2 separate regions of the Mus musculus genome follow, and region 1 is linked to region 2. Evidence: chromatin contacts called from public Hi-C data. All regions are on one chromosome and are shown on one strand. Each heading gives the region's core, a stretch centred on a gene start, on an enhancer-like site or on the middle of the called end of the contact. The rest is flanking DNA. Distances are from core to core; before and after follow the strand shown.

Region 1 (6,264 bases), core at 1,680-4,179, 140 kb after region 2:
ATAAAATAGTGATAGAGAAAGAAACAGTGTCTCCATTGTTCCCGGGCAGCTGTGGACCTGCCTTTGCAACGCTTCGGGTGAGAATTCTTGCTGTAAGCTAGAATTCCATACTAACCACTTATGTTGCCTTAAAAAGCTTCCTGTAATGCATTCAATACTTCACTTTTACAGCATAAAGACAAAACCAGAGTGTGGGTCACTCTATGGAGAATGTCAAAGTTTGATCCATTCTTCTTTTTCGGCAGTTACTGAGGCAACAACAGCATTTCCATACACGTCTTTTTATTTCTCATCAAACATCTTAGTTTTCTTTCCTTTTTCTTTTTACTCCAATTTTCCAGTTGTTCCTCAGGTACCTTCCTACACTGTGACACTATCAAAGGCCATACAGCCTATGTATACATCACAGCAAAGAGAACATATGGAGTCTTTAGGTTTCTGACAATCTGACAGTTGCAACATTTGCATTTCATGGGATGACTGAGGGAATCTGACAAATGTTTGCCACTTCTAGTCTCAGAAACAGAACACAATTGCTAACTGTTGGCCTTCAGTCAAACACCCCAGTTTCCACTGACCTAGGAAACTTGCTGTATGTAATCCTGCATCCAGTTTCAAAGTGTTTCTGTCCAGTCTCTACACTGCCCTGTGTCTTCTGTATGCTGCTTCCTCTGTGTGACTTTGCAAACCAAGACTCAGGCTATGGATGTAGATAACCCCACAGGCAGGAAGTGTGTCTTGGTGGACACCCCAAATAAAGCATGGGAAAAAAGAAACCAGATATACATTAGGCCATTCCAGTGAGTCAAGACTGTGCCAAAAGCCACACACCCGAATTTGAGTTTCTTCTTAAAGCCAGATCTTCTTGTGACCAAATATTTCTCAGGGGAAGAACACTGGCAGCATATTAATCCATGTCACTTTAGGCTACCCAAAGGAACACACTGAATGCCTGTCATTCTTAACCCCCCTCTTTGCAGCCACAGATTAGCTACACTGACTATTCTGTTATATGGAATTAAACTAAGGCAACGTCATAATCATGCACAGTGACTGGAAAGTTATGCTCCGTACGGCAGGCCAAACGCTTGCTGTGATTTTGTGCTGTTACCTTGGTAACTGAGGAAGCTAATCACTGAACATCTCCACAGCCATGTGGCCACTCACGTTCTCCACTTTGAGCCACAGGTGGGGACAGGACAGATGAGTGCTTTCAGCACTCATTGAATGTCTTTTAGATTAAAGGCATTCTCTAGTTCTGTGACATGGCAGTCCCAAAGCTTGTTCCCACAGAGACTTTCTACTTCAAATTCCCAGTTGTTTGCATGATAAAGAGAACTCCATGCCTCCTGAGAAACAAGCCAGACTGATCCCAAGAGACAACTGATTCTCAACCTTTCCCTGGCTCCTAGCTTCCATGACCGACCCTCAAAAGAGGCCAGAGAAAAGGCTCGGCGGTGGAAGCATTAGCTGTCATGCCTGATGACCTGACATCCGAGAACCCACATAGTGAAGGAGAGACCCAGCTCCTGAAAACACACACACACAAAGAGAGAGAGAGAGATTTCAAGCTCCTTCGGGACCTCTTCTCTTCCTATTTAAGCCAAAGCTCAATTTCCATGAGGCCTCAAACCCCTCATATTTCAATAAAAATTTTATTCATCACAGCCTCAGCCAAAGACTGCCAATCATACAATAGCGTTTTATAATTAAAGACAATCTCTCCCAATAAACTCAATCCAAAAGATTTTCTTGGTCATATAAAATTGAGATCTTAAAAAGACTGATCAAAAGACTAAGGGACACAGGACAGAAATTACAAAATGTCAATCCAAAATTAAAGAGGTGTATGGACCGAGAGGAAGAAATAAAGACGCTTAATATCAGAGGGTCCATTAAAAATAGCCAATGAGCCGGGCAGTGGTGGCGCAAGCCTTTAATCCCAGCACTTGGGAGGCAGAGACAGGCAGAGTTCTGAGTTCGGGGCCAGCCTGGTCTACAGAGTGAGTTCCAGGACAGCCAGGGCTCCACAGAGAAACCCTGTCTCAAAAACAAAACAACAACAACAACAACAACAAAACAAAAAACCAAAAAACATAAACAAAAATAGCCAATGATTGAGAGTGGCAGCCATGGGTGCCACAGGTTGGGGGCACATCCACATGACACCTGAGCTGTTGTGGAAGCCATGGACCTCATTTTTAGGCCCCCACTTTGGTGTTGGCTACTAGGGTTCCCTCCAGCCCCAGTTTTCCTGGCTATAAAATAATCCTGCCTCCCAAGGCGGAGTGAGCTAGGGATGTCTATGTGTATCCTACAGGTCTAGGCTTCATGGCATAGGAGAGAGCACTTTTCACAGAATTCACTGGTTGCGTTTGACACTGTTCATAGTTTTAAAAGTTAGAGGATTTTCAACATATATATGGAAGTGCCATTGTTTTGTATACTAACCTAAAACCCAAAGCAACCCTGCCTACAGGGGTCAGGGGGTAGATCAATCATTTCTTAAGTGACTCAAAAGAATTGTGATAAATGCTTACTGAGTTACTGAATGCTAGACATTGGTTATAAGGTGGTGAACAAGATGAGTGACCACCTGCCCCCCCCCCCATGGAATAGAACCATGCTAACAAACCAGCAAACCCCTACTTGATTCTTTTTTTTTTTTTTTTTTTTTTTGGTTGTTTCGAGACAGGGTTTCTCTGTGGAGCTTTGGCTGCCCTGGAACTCACTCTGTAGACCAGGCTGGCCTTGAACTAAGAAATCTGCCTGCCTCTGCCTCCCAAGTGCTGGGATTAAAGGTGTGCACCACCACGGCCCGGCCCCTACTTCATTCTTATATAAACTGCTCCATGCAGCCTACTCTTGTACACAGTGATGTCACTATCTACTGTTTCGTTTTCAATATCTTTTAGACCCAGTAAGAACTTACCCTTCTGAAGCCCACAAAACCATACGTGGCATTCTAAAACAGGACATGACCAAACAGTATGTTGCTAGGTGGCTGTTGTTATTTCTGACAGAAACTATTACAAATGTATCTAGTGACTGAGGAGGTGGCCATGACTTGTCCAAATAGCGACTGATTTATGGAGGGCAGAACTGCAATTAGGACATCCAAAGGCGTTCCCAGGGGATAAGTCTGCAGACATCCACTCAAAAGCATGCATTGTCTCATAATGCGTAGTGTTTCAACAATTCACGTTCATGGTGTCCTTGTTTCTAGGTCACCCAGATTCCAACTCAATGATGATTCCAGGGAAAAACTAGGGGCTCAGAGCTGCATGAGCACAGGAATTAGAGAAAGAAAGCAATGTACATGATAAAATTATCAAGATCCCTCTGTCTTCAAAGAAAACCACAAAGAACCCTCTCATCTTAACAGAGTCAGTATTTCAGGGCTCATTGGGGGCATTTTATGTATCAATCTGAGACTTGGTCTATTAATGTAATGAAGAAAAATCTATTATATGAGGCTCCTCAGTATGTCCAGAAGAGGTGCTATGATACCAGCACAGTTTAGGAGCTGGGGCAATTGTATTACATCTGCTACTTCAGACATGCGCTCTCTCACCAATACACAGTAGTAACTTTATATCTCCTCTCCACTTATAGCAATTTCCTTTCAGGTTAGGATGCCTAAAATGATCTATTTATATTTGTAATTGTATGAAAATGTGTAGGTGTGTGCATGTGAGAGGTCTATGCATGTGAGTGCAGGTTTCTCGGGAGGCCAAAGGTGCTGACTCCCTTGGAGGCTGTGAGTCGCTGCCTGACGTGGATGTTGGTACTAGAACTGGGGTCTTCTGAAAAGAGACGTGTGCTCTCTTAACCACTGAGTCATCTCTCCAGCGCTAAGATGCCTTCTTGTTCAGGCTGAGCTTCATAGACCTTAACACTAATAAAGATGCTTTGAAAGCTGTAGGTTTAAACTACTCCAATATTTTGGTTTTCAAAGCTTGCGTCTTCCAGAACCAACATTTTTATTGCTTTGAAATAAAAGAAGAGTGGCTTGTGGTGCTACACCTGGAGGCCTTTTTTGACTCCAACCTGACGATGCTGTCTGTAGACTCAAGTTATCAGAGCCACTGTAAAATTAAGTATGAATTCGGGCAGCTGCTCCTACCGTTCTGCCAGCCATCAGTATCTAACCCGTCTCACTGATTTTTAGAATGCCACACTACTGAGGGTCACACAGCTGTTGTTTGAGTGCGAAGCTTCTCCTGTAATCTCCACCTGTGTGAACTTGGTCCCCAGTTTTTGGTGGGACGTTTTAGGAGGGTTGTGGAACCCTTAGGAGTCGGAGCCTCTCTGGAGGAAGTGAGTCACTTGTGGTGGGACTTGGGGGGGGGGGGGGTAGCAGTGCTTCCAGGCAGCTCTCTGCTACATGACTGTAGATACCATGTGACTAGCCACTTCCGACCCCTCCTGCCATGCTGTCTCTGCCAGGACAGACTGTATCCTTTCTTAAACCACGAGCCAACATTTGTGTCAGATATTTTATAACAGCCATGAGAATAATAAGGAATAAAAACACACCCCTAAAGTACCTCTTTTATCTTGCTGCTGGGTTTTTGTGAAGGGGCAGGTTCACACTTCATTTGGTTGTATGTGTCCATAAAAGTAGTAAAACCTTCCATAAACTTTATCTAGGGTGGACAGTGAGCGCTTCTCACAGCCTCGATCGGCATTATATATTATCAAGGATGTGGCCGACCTCTGCTTCCTCATTATTTTTTGCACGTTGCCCTCCTGTGGTGTCAGTCTGTGGTACAACTGCATGCAATAGCTGGGCGTGTGTTAAGGAAATGCATATGGCTGATAATATATTCGAGAGGAAAGCTGGTTGCATCTGAATCGATCCGAAAACTTCTAAATGGAGAGTGGGGGATGCGGGGGGGGGGGGTGTTGGTGATCACAGTAGAGCCTCTAAAGGAGAGGTCTGATTTTATTGGTATGGTAACTTTCATGACATCATTTATGAAGAAGCTACATCTGGCAAAGAGTGAGGACGCCAGTCACCAGCAATGCATGATTGAGTCCTGGGTTCAGTGCTTCCACTGTACCTTCTCAACACTTTCACCAGGCACAGGCCTTCATCACATCCATTGTACAGATCAGAGAAGTAAAACGAAAGCAGTTAGTTGCCTACGGCCCCATGGCCAGCAAATGGAAGGATTTCTCTCCAGAACCTGTGCCCTTAGTATATTCCCAAGAATTCCGGGAATGGCAAAGCAGTTAAGAAAAATGATATCTCCTAGACAGGAATTTTTTTAAGTAACATTAAAATGATAGTCATATAATATTAAAATGAAATAGGGGCTCCTTTGGGGTGGAAGTTAGTCTGGAAATGATTTTCCTATTAATTCCTCTAATTCATAAAAGATAAAGAAAAACAACCCATAAGCCACAAGGAGCCCACAGTGAGGGACCCACGATGGGGCTGTGGATGTCTTCAACCAGCTGTCTTCTATGGGTTTTGTGAGAACTTGTCCCACTTGGTAAGTGGAAACATGACAGGAAGAATGTGGTTCTAAATGAAGGCTGACAAGCGCCGAGCTACTCCAGGTTATGAGCTCTAAAAAATAATCAAGAATTTTCTATGCTGTTTAAAGGCTGTCTTCCTCAAGGAAGACAGGTCAATTCTACTGCATACTGTTTCCAGTGCCAGCCCCGAATCATTAAGATGTTCCGTGTGCCTTGGATTTTATTCTTCCCATGCTAGAGAAAGGTGCAAAATACTGTCCTCTTCTCAAGTGAAGTTTATAAGTCATATAAGGAAAGACTGGATCGAAACTGCTGAGGGGACCTTGTGTTGCTTTGCTCTAAAGTTCATGAGACTGATTTAGAGAGACCAGGATCTCTGAGACAGCGCAAGCATCCCAGGGTGACTTGACGGAAAGCCCAGCTCCTCAAAAGCAAGCCCGAGCTTATAAAAAACACTTTCCCTTTGGATAAACATGGGCCTGACTTGCAAGCCTTCACTTATAGCCTGGCTCAGTGTCCTGCAACAATGAAGGTCAAAGGGGCCTCCGTGGGGACAGTAGCCAGGGAACAGCTCACCAGAAAGAAACAGACACAGCCCTATTTTATGAATTGAGACCCTAAACCAGTGGTTCTCAACCTCCCTAGTGCTGCAACCCTTTAATATGGTTCCTCATGTCATAGTGATCCCCAACTATAAAATTATCCCCTTGCTACTTCATAACTAATTTTGCTACTGTTATGAATTGTAATGTAAATATTTGATATGCCAGATATCTG
Region 2 (7,227 bases), core at 2,382-4,881:
AGGCGGTCCCTGTTATATCCGGAGTGTAGCCAGTTTTACAGATGCAGTGATAGGACCCTCTGTCGTTGACACACTCCCCATTTCGGCAAACATCATGAATAACCTTGCACTCATCAATATCTAGGATAGATATAAATCACAATAATAAGTACATTAAAACATACAATGGGCAACATTGATACACAGGGGTCACTTGAGTGTAAAATTTTATATACCGTGTTACTGTATTAAGGACCAAAGTATTAAACCAAAAGGAGACAGAAAGGATTTCATATGCAATTGGTTACTCATTGAACAGCTAGTGAATGACTGTATGAGGTGATAATGAGAAGCTGTTCAAACAAAGGGAAAGCCTTAAAATAATTGGTCATTTAAAACTGTGTTATTTTTCTCTTCTGGATTTCTAGAATAACATCATAAGGAGACATGTTAGGTCCTCTGCTCCATCTTGTCATCATTCTTGCCACCTATGGGCATCACATGAGCAAGTCTTAGCAGAGAACCCTCTGGACAAGGAAAGTCTAGGTTTTTTCTCTCTGATGTTGCATGTTCAAAATAAGAAGGAAACTTCTTTAACATTTTCTTTGTCCTACTTGAAGTTAATTCTGAAAAATATCAAATTACTTAACAAAGGGTGGAAGAATGCAGTCAACTTCCCTCTTCTGTATGGGAATTAACCAGGCCTCTTGGGTAAATGATGGGACTAACTTTATGCAGTTTGCTAGACAGAGACACCTGTATTTGTGTCTCTATTACAGACAGAAAGGCTTGAAGACTGTACACTGGTGGCAGTAAGGCTGGACACCAACACAAGCAATTTGTACAAGTTATTAAACCTTCACTGCCAAAATGATCGTCTAATATCAGCAGATGGGTGTGCCTGACCTTCTGCAGTTTACTCTGAGGTACAGGTAAGCACCTTTTCACTGGTCTCAGGAAATGAGTCCTCTATCATCTCATCTCAGCATCCTCCCAGAGGACGGATCTTTCCTGTCCACCGCCTCCATTTACCCACAGCCTTTATTCTGTCATTAGTCACATTTTCCCAACAGGAAGACAACTCTCTTCTAATTCTCCTTTATGTTTTTGCTTCTAGCCTCCTCCAGTCCCCTCCCACCCCACCCCCAGGAGCACAATGGAACACCAACAGGACCCTCTTCCTCAGCCCTTCTATGAACTACACCCCAACTGTGTTGATAAAAGTGAAATCCCATGAGGCTCACAGGTCTTCACAGCTGCCTCAGACATCTCTGTTGACCCTCACTCACATCTAGATGTCTAGCGGAAAGCAGCTGGTGCAATGCACTTCAGACACGATTGTGTAAATTCCTAGCACACCAGCAGTCTTTGTACTTCTTTGATGCAATATATCATGGCTAACATTGAGTTAAAATGAATATCAGTGGAGTGGAAGTAGATGGTTGTTATTTATTTCACAGCTCATAAACTATCTTCCAGCAGATTTCTGCCAGACCCTTGCCAGGCAGAGGCAAGGACCCAAGCACAAGAAACGTAATCATCCGGACCAAGGACTGTTGGCAAATGGCCTTGAATGTTTACAGCACTGTAAGGAAGGATGTCCGTCCATCTCAGTCAGACAGCGCAAGCCTATATTGTCAGTTCCACATTTCCATCATTTTCCGTAGTGAAACACACACATTCCTTGCAACTACTTTTGTCCAATAATGGAAAACTCATAATGAAGAACGAGCTCGCACCTTTTGTCAACAACAGAACAAAGTGAAGTACCTGCTCCGTTGGTCATGAATCCTCGGCCGTGGGGACAGAGCTTCTTGTAAGCCACTGTGCCCTCGAAAGGGCAGATCTCACAGTGGGGTCCCCAGCCTCTCCCTCCATCACAGCAGCACTCGGACTTGGTGACGGGGTTCCTGTTGCTTGAGCCAATCTGGCACATGTTTTGCAAGACCTCCGAAAAGCAGTACCCTTCCCGGTTGTCTGGAAGAGACATTCCGAGGTAAAGAGGAATTGAGGGACTGTTCTGTGTGCATGGGGCATTAGGAATTTAGTCAGATATAAAAACCAAAAGGATGTAACACTTTACCCTGGGTGAAGAGGAGCAAGAAGCGAAAGCTGGAAACAGCAGGGAGAGAGAAAGGAGGCGTCTGACGGAAACAAGACAAGAAATCTGTGAGTTGGCAGAAAGGCATTGGTGCAGACAAGCTTATAACTCTTTGTGCCCCAGACATGTGGAAGAACAGTTGCAACAGCCATGCTATAGAAAAGGGGGCAAAAACATACGGAAGTGGGCCTGGTCGCAAAGGCCTTAAAGGGCAGCAAGAAGGAAACCCCAAGCTAGCAATCCCATGTGCAATTAGCAAAGGCAGAATTTTGCTGTAGGGAGGTCCTGAGCCCAAGATACACTTGGTCACTAAGTCATCTCCCAAGGATGACTGCTTTCAGCTCCTTCACATTTTTTGGCATATTCTCTTATTTCAAACCAGAAACAATGCTTTGGAGTGTGAGGGAAGGTTGCAGCCAGTTTCAGATACTCACCCAAGCACTCATCCTGAGTGGGGCTGGCTGTGAAGCCATCGTTACACTCACAAGTGTAGCTACCCAGGGTGTTGAGGCAACGCCCATTCTCACAGATCCCGGGCTTGGTCTGACACTCATTCTCATCTGTGGAGACAGTGAACAGGACTCATGAGACATTGTTTAAAAGGTTGACTTTTTCCCCTTGATCTCTCCCTCCCTCCCTCCCTTCTTCTCTTTCTCCTTCTCTCCTTTCCTCCTCCCCTCTTTCCTTCCTTCCTTTCTTCCTTCACGCACTCTCTCAGTTTTCTTTGCAAACGAGTAATCTATCTACATGGTGAAAAGCTGGAAATCCTGGAACGACCAGGAATTAAAAAATCAAGGTCTCCCTGTCATCTGTATTCCTCAGCCACCAAAACACTCTTCCAGAGTCAACTTCTGAGTCCCCTTCCGAGAGGGATTGTGCAATAAAAGCAGTCTCTCTCTCTCTCTCCCTCCCCTCTCTCTCTCCCTCTCTCCCTCTCCCTCTCCCTCTCTTTCTTTGTTCTTCTAAGGCAACCTTGAGCATATTTTGATATATCTAAATGCAAACGGCAGCATTTTGGGCACACATTTTTTTTACTTAAATTTTGCCCCATCTGTATATAAAGAAGATTCCTGAAAGGTGAGATCACATACTGGAGGGAGAACTGAAGGTTGACTGTCATTTTAAAGAGATACATTACTTCATCAGAATGATGCCAGTAAGTTGCGTCGACACAGTAACATTAGTTTGGACTGATCTTCAGATTCAACATGACTTGTTTGTAACAAAGCAATATTATTGAGGAAACAATAAACCATAATTTAACAGGTTTTTAAAACATTAAAATATCTGGATTACTTTTGGTGATTGGTTAGATCTGAATATCACGAACTAACTTCCCCAGTTTCTCTCTCATTTGAGAATAGCTTTGAGTCTCTAGAACACAGAGCTCCCTGAGAGGGGCAGAGAATGTGGAAACAACACCCAGAGCCACATGAAGACTAGTTAAAAACCCCACTGTTCAGCCGAACTTGATGGGCCAGGCCAGAAACCCCAGCTGCCCGGGAGGCTATGGGGCATGAGGTGTTTTAATAAAACTTTATTCACAAAAGAAGTGGCAGGCTAGAGGGTTGGATTTGATTGGAAGCTGAAGCTTGCCATTCCCTGGCCTAGGGTTGTGGTTCTCAACATTTGATACACATTTGGATCACCTGGGGACATTCAAAAAAGCAGCACTTGGACCTACCTCAAGGAAAGCGGGGGTTTCTTGAAGTTAGAGCCCTGGCTTAAAAATAGCCCTAGCACAGGACGTTAGTAAGACAACGGAGTCCATAGAGTGGTGAGGGAAGTCAGTGTGAAGATCTACCTCCTGGACGGCTACATGAACAACGGGCAAGGGCCAAAGGTGGGTGACCCTGGCAGCAATACAGGCCAAGAGAATAGGGACAGGCCAGCCCAGAGGAGAGAACAGTAAGGCCTCTCCACAGTGAGTTGTGACATTTGATTAAGAGGAAGGAGCACGTCACCAACCTGACTCAGAGCTCAGGTCACTTCTGCCCTCGGCTATTTCAATGCTGAGCGGTCTGTACCAGAGACAGTCTTACCTATGCAGCCCTCTCCATCGGGTCTGCGCTGGTACCCAGGGCCGCAGATGCACATGTAGGTACCAATGAGGTTCTTACACTCCATTTGCTTCTCAGTACAGTCGTGTTTTCCCTCTGCACACTCATCCTCATCTGGAAAGATGTGTAATCACAACTTTAAAACAAGCTCCACTGCAGGCTTGTCCTTTAAACTATCATCTCCGTCATCTTAGCGTTGAGCTTATTTCCTTTTGTATGTATGGGGAATTGATATATTAAACGTGGAAGGGAATCTTCTAACCGCCTTTGGACTTGGTGAGAAAACTGCTTTCCAATAAACCGATGACCTTATCAGAAACAAAGATGCTATGGGAGCCCTTCCTGGACTTCTTTGCTTTATGATTCATACTTGCTTGTTGAAGCATTTATAATTCTGAGGACTAAATGGACTAAAATGGGCCCTCACCTTTACACATCCTCCTGTCTTCTCGGAGAACGTATCCAACAGGGCATTTGCATTCATAGGACCCGTAGGTATTTACACAGCGGAAGGCGCAGAGCAGAGGATTCTGGGCACATTCATTTATATCTGTAGTAAGAGAACGTAAAAGAATGAGCCAACAGCACCAAGAATGTCAAAAAGAGAGAAATGTGCTTTTACTAAAAGTCAAAAGCCTTCCTTATCATAGGCATGGGAGGGATCCAGAAAATTATAAAAATGAGTTGATTATTTTATAGCTGGTATAAATATGGTGGATGTATGCTCCGGATCTCCCAGTACATCTCTCAAGCTTGCTGTCCTGGTGTAATTATGGATTTACGTGAATGAGGAACAACAGGTCCACTTTGCATAGTTGGAAGACTCAGGTTGACCAGTTGCCGTTTCCTTTGTACATGAACTATAGATCATCTTTGCTTCCTTTAACTAAAGAAGTTGTGGTCAAAAAGAAGCCAAGCTCTCTAATACTCTTAGTAACCTCTCCTTCCCCAAACAAAGAGGTTCCTATGAGACAACAGGGATTCTGGGCTCAAACAGAGTGTTCTGGTCATTTTATACTTAGAGAAACTCAGTTTACACAGATGCCCTCTACTGGGAAAAATGACTTTTCTAGAGTGCATGGTTTAGAAATGTCAGGACATGTTTTCAAAAGCGAGAGGGTGAAACCAAACCTCTTCGATGATCATGCTGTCCCCCAAGAACAACAATGTGTATGAAGGACAGGACTGAGCATCCAGGCCAGCTTTGAACCACAGCCTTAAAAGGCTCACAACACTCTGAAGGTACCAACAGTCCATATCTCTGATGAAGGGATCCCTTTAATACCACTTTCCCTTCCCCTCCCCCATTCTTTTCCTACACCAGGGAACCCTATCATGAAGAGCTTGTGGATCATCTGGACAGCTGCTGGGCTCTGCTTTTAGAGTTTGTGATTTAGTGGTCGAAGATGAGGCCAGAAAGCTTGCATCCCAGGGGAATATGAGGCAAATAGTCGAGGGACCAACCACTCTTTGGCACTCCCTAGTTTTTCTTTCTTTTCCATACTTCCTTCCAGGCAGTCACACTGACAAATACTTTTCAGATGCCTCTATGGGTTAGGCAACCTCTCCTTTGGGATTGCCTCCAGATGACCACAGGATGTCAGTGGTTATCTAGCTCTGTGAGCAGATGTTTCTAAGAGGAGAGCAGGAGAATACAAAAGAGGTGGGGGAGGGGAGAAGAGCCTTGGAAACAAAAACAACAAAGGAAATAGAGAGTAATAAGACAGGAGGTAGTAAATGAGGAGTTGTATTGAGATGTAAGCAGAAAGACACACTAGTGAGCATTCCGTTATATACAATATAACTTCTGCCACAAGTCACCTCTATTGTTTTCTTTATATTTCCTGACCATATGAGGTCACAGAGAAGAATGATGCAACAGCCTGCCATGCTCAGATGTTCTTAACTCTCCATGCCCTGAAAGGTATTTGATCTTAAGAACTACAATCAAACAGCTGCTCCCATGGTCAGTATAGGCAACTGTCTCTTCTGTATCCGAGACCCTTACTTACCTTCACAAGTCATCATTGGGCCAGGCTCGAACCCCTCCTCACAGGTACATTCAAAACCTCCAATCACATTCTTGCAGGTCCCATTTCCACAAGGATTGCCCACAGAGCATTCATCGGTATCTGCCAGTGATCCAAAGTGGAGATAAAATGAGTGCAGATAAAATGGAGCTAAGGCTCTGATATCACTTTTCATTCTGTCTGAGTTCTTGGATCTGTGTTGTCTTGCTCAGTTATCCTGTTCTTGCAAGGAGGGAAACCTGCTGACCACTGGTTTCTAGCTGGAGTTTGCACTTGCTCAAAGGCAGAGACAGTGAGAGAGATGGATGTCTAGCCCTTACACCGCCCAAGTGGCTTTCTGCAGACTGTCCTGGGAGTAGATGTCCTAATAGCTAAAATAAGGCTCCTATATGCAGCCAGGGGTTTCTGCTGGCTCAAAGACAAAGTCTCCAGTTGGTCCCACTTCACATCACTACACAAAAAGGCTTACATATGATGGAGTTTTGCCAGATATAAAATAGAAAATTACCTAAGATTAAATAGAATATACTGGATAAAAAAACCCAACATTCAAGTAGATTTTGTTGATTCTGTTAAAACCAGGTGGTTTACATTAGGCAGAAAAAGAAAAGACTAGGGAAAAAAGAGAGAGAGAGAGAGAGAGAGAGAGAGAGAGAGAGAGAGAGAGAGAGAAAACATGTTTAGGTCATGGTCTTTCTAAACAACTGTGGAGAGAGAAAATATTTTACCAAAAAAAAAAATCCCTAAAAAGTATAGATGCCTCCTAACCCATCCATCTGGATCGTCCACTGTTCTTGTTTCCGGCCTCGGCCTTAGGGAGAATATTTTCCCTTGGGAAAGAAAGAACTCTAATTTTAGAGATAACGTTGCTATTTTAGATATCTGAAGCCGAGGAACACAGCAGGCTCTCCTCAACGGTCACTCTTTCTAGGAGAGGAGAATCCTTTTGCACATACACAGCCGCAAACTGAAGATTCCAAAACACTAACATCGATAAAATTTGTTCCTGTTAGGTTACTAAATCTCACATTTAGTCCAGAATACTGCGTCTTCTCTG

The links. Hi-C and Micro-C count contacts between places; a contact is called where the count stands out from the background.
Region 1: a contact with region 2 is called in a Hi-C map of Sertoli cells, with 2.3 times the contacts expected there. The contact joins two enhancer-like sites. A contact is called at or near these places in 5 of 484 Hi-C or Micro-C datasets (the Ba/F3 cell line, Sertoli cells, nephron progenitors and 2 more).

The regions. Positions count from the first base shown.
Region 1 is chr2:125,451,857-125,458,120 of GRCm38.p6, forward strand. The region is part of intron 6 of Fbn1 (fibrillin 1); the gene reads right to left. Among named protein-coding and RNA genes, the nearest start is that of Fbn1, 51 kb to the right of the region's middle. Within about 2 kb of position 2,930, at least 7 of the 459 cell types and tissues checked have an H3K27ac peak or open chromatin away from gene starts, as enhancers often do. A contact at or near this core is called in Sertoli cells, where this site is marked.
Region 2 is chr2:125,312,845-125,320,071 of GRCm38.p6, forward strand. It overlaps Fbn1 (fibrillin 1), which reads right to left. Exons shown (of 66, transcript NM_007993.2): 54 at 6,153-6,272; 55 at 4,568-4,690; 56 at 4,123-4,254; 57 at 2,515-2,640; 58 at 1,750-1,956; 59 at 1-120. Among named protein-coding and RNA genes, the nearest start is that of Dut, 69 kb to the left of the region's middle. Within about 2 kb of position 3,632, at least 2 of the 459 cell types and tissues checked have an H3K27ac peak or open chromatin away from gene starts, as enhancers often do. A contact at or near this core is called in Sertoli cells, where this site is marked.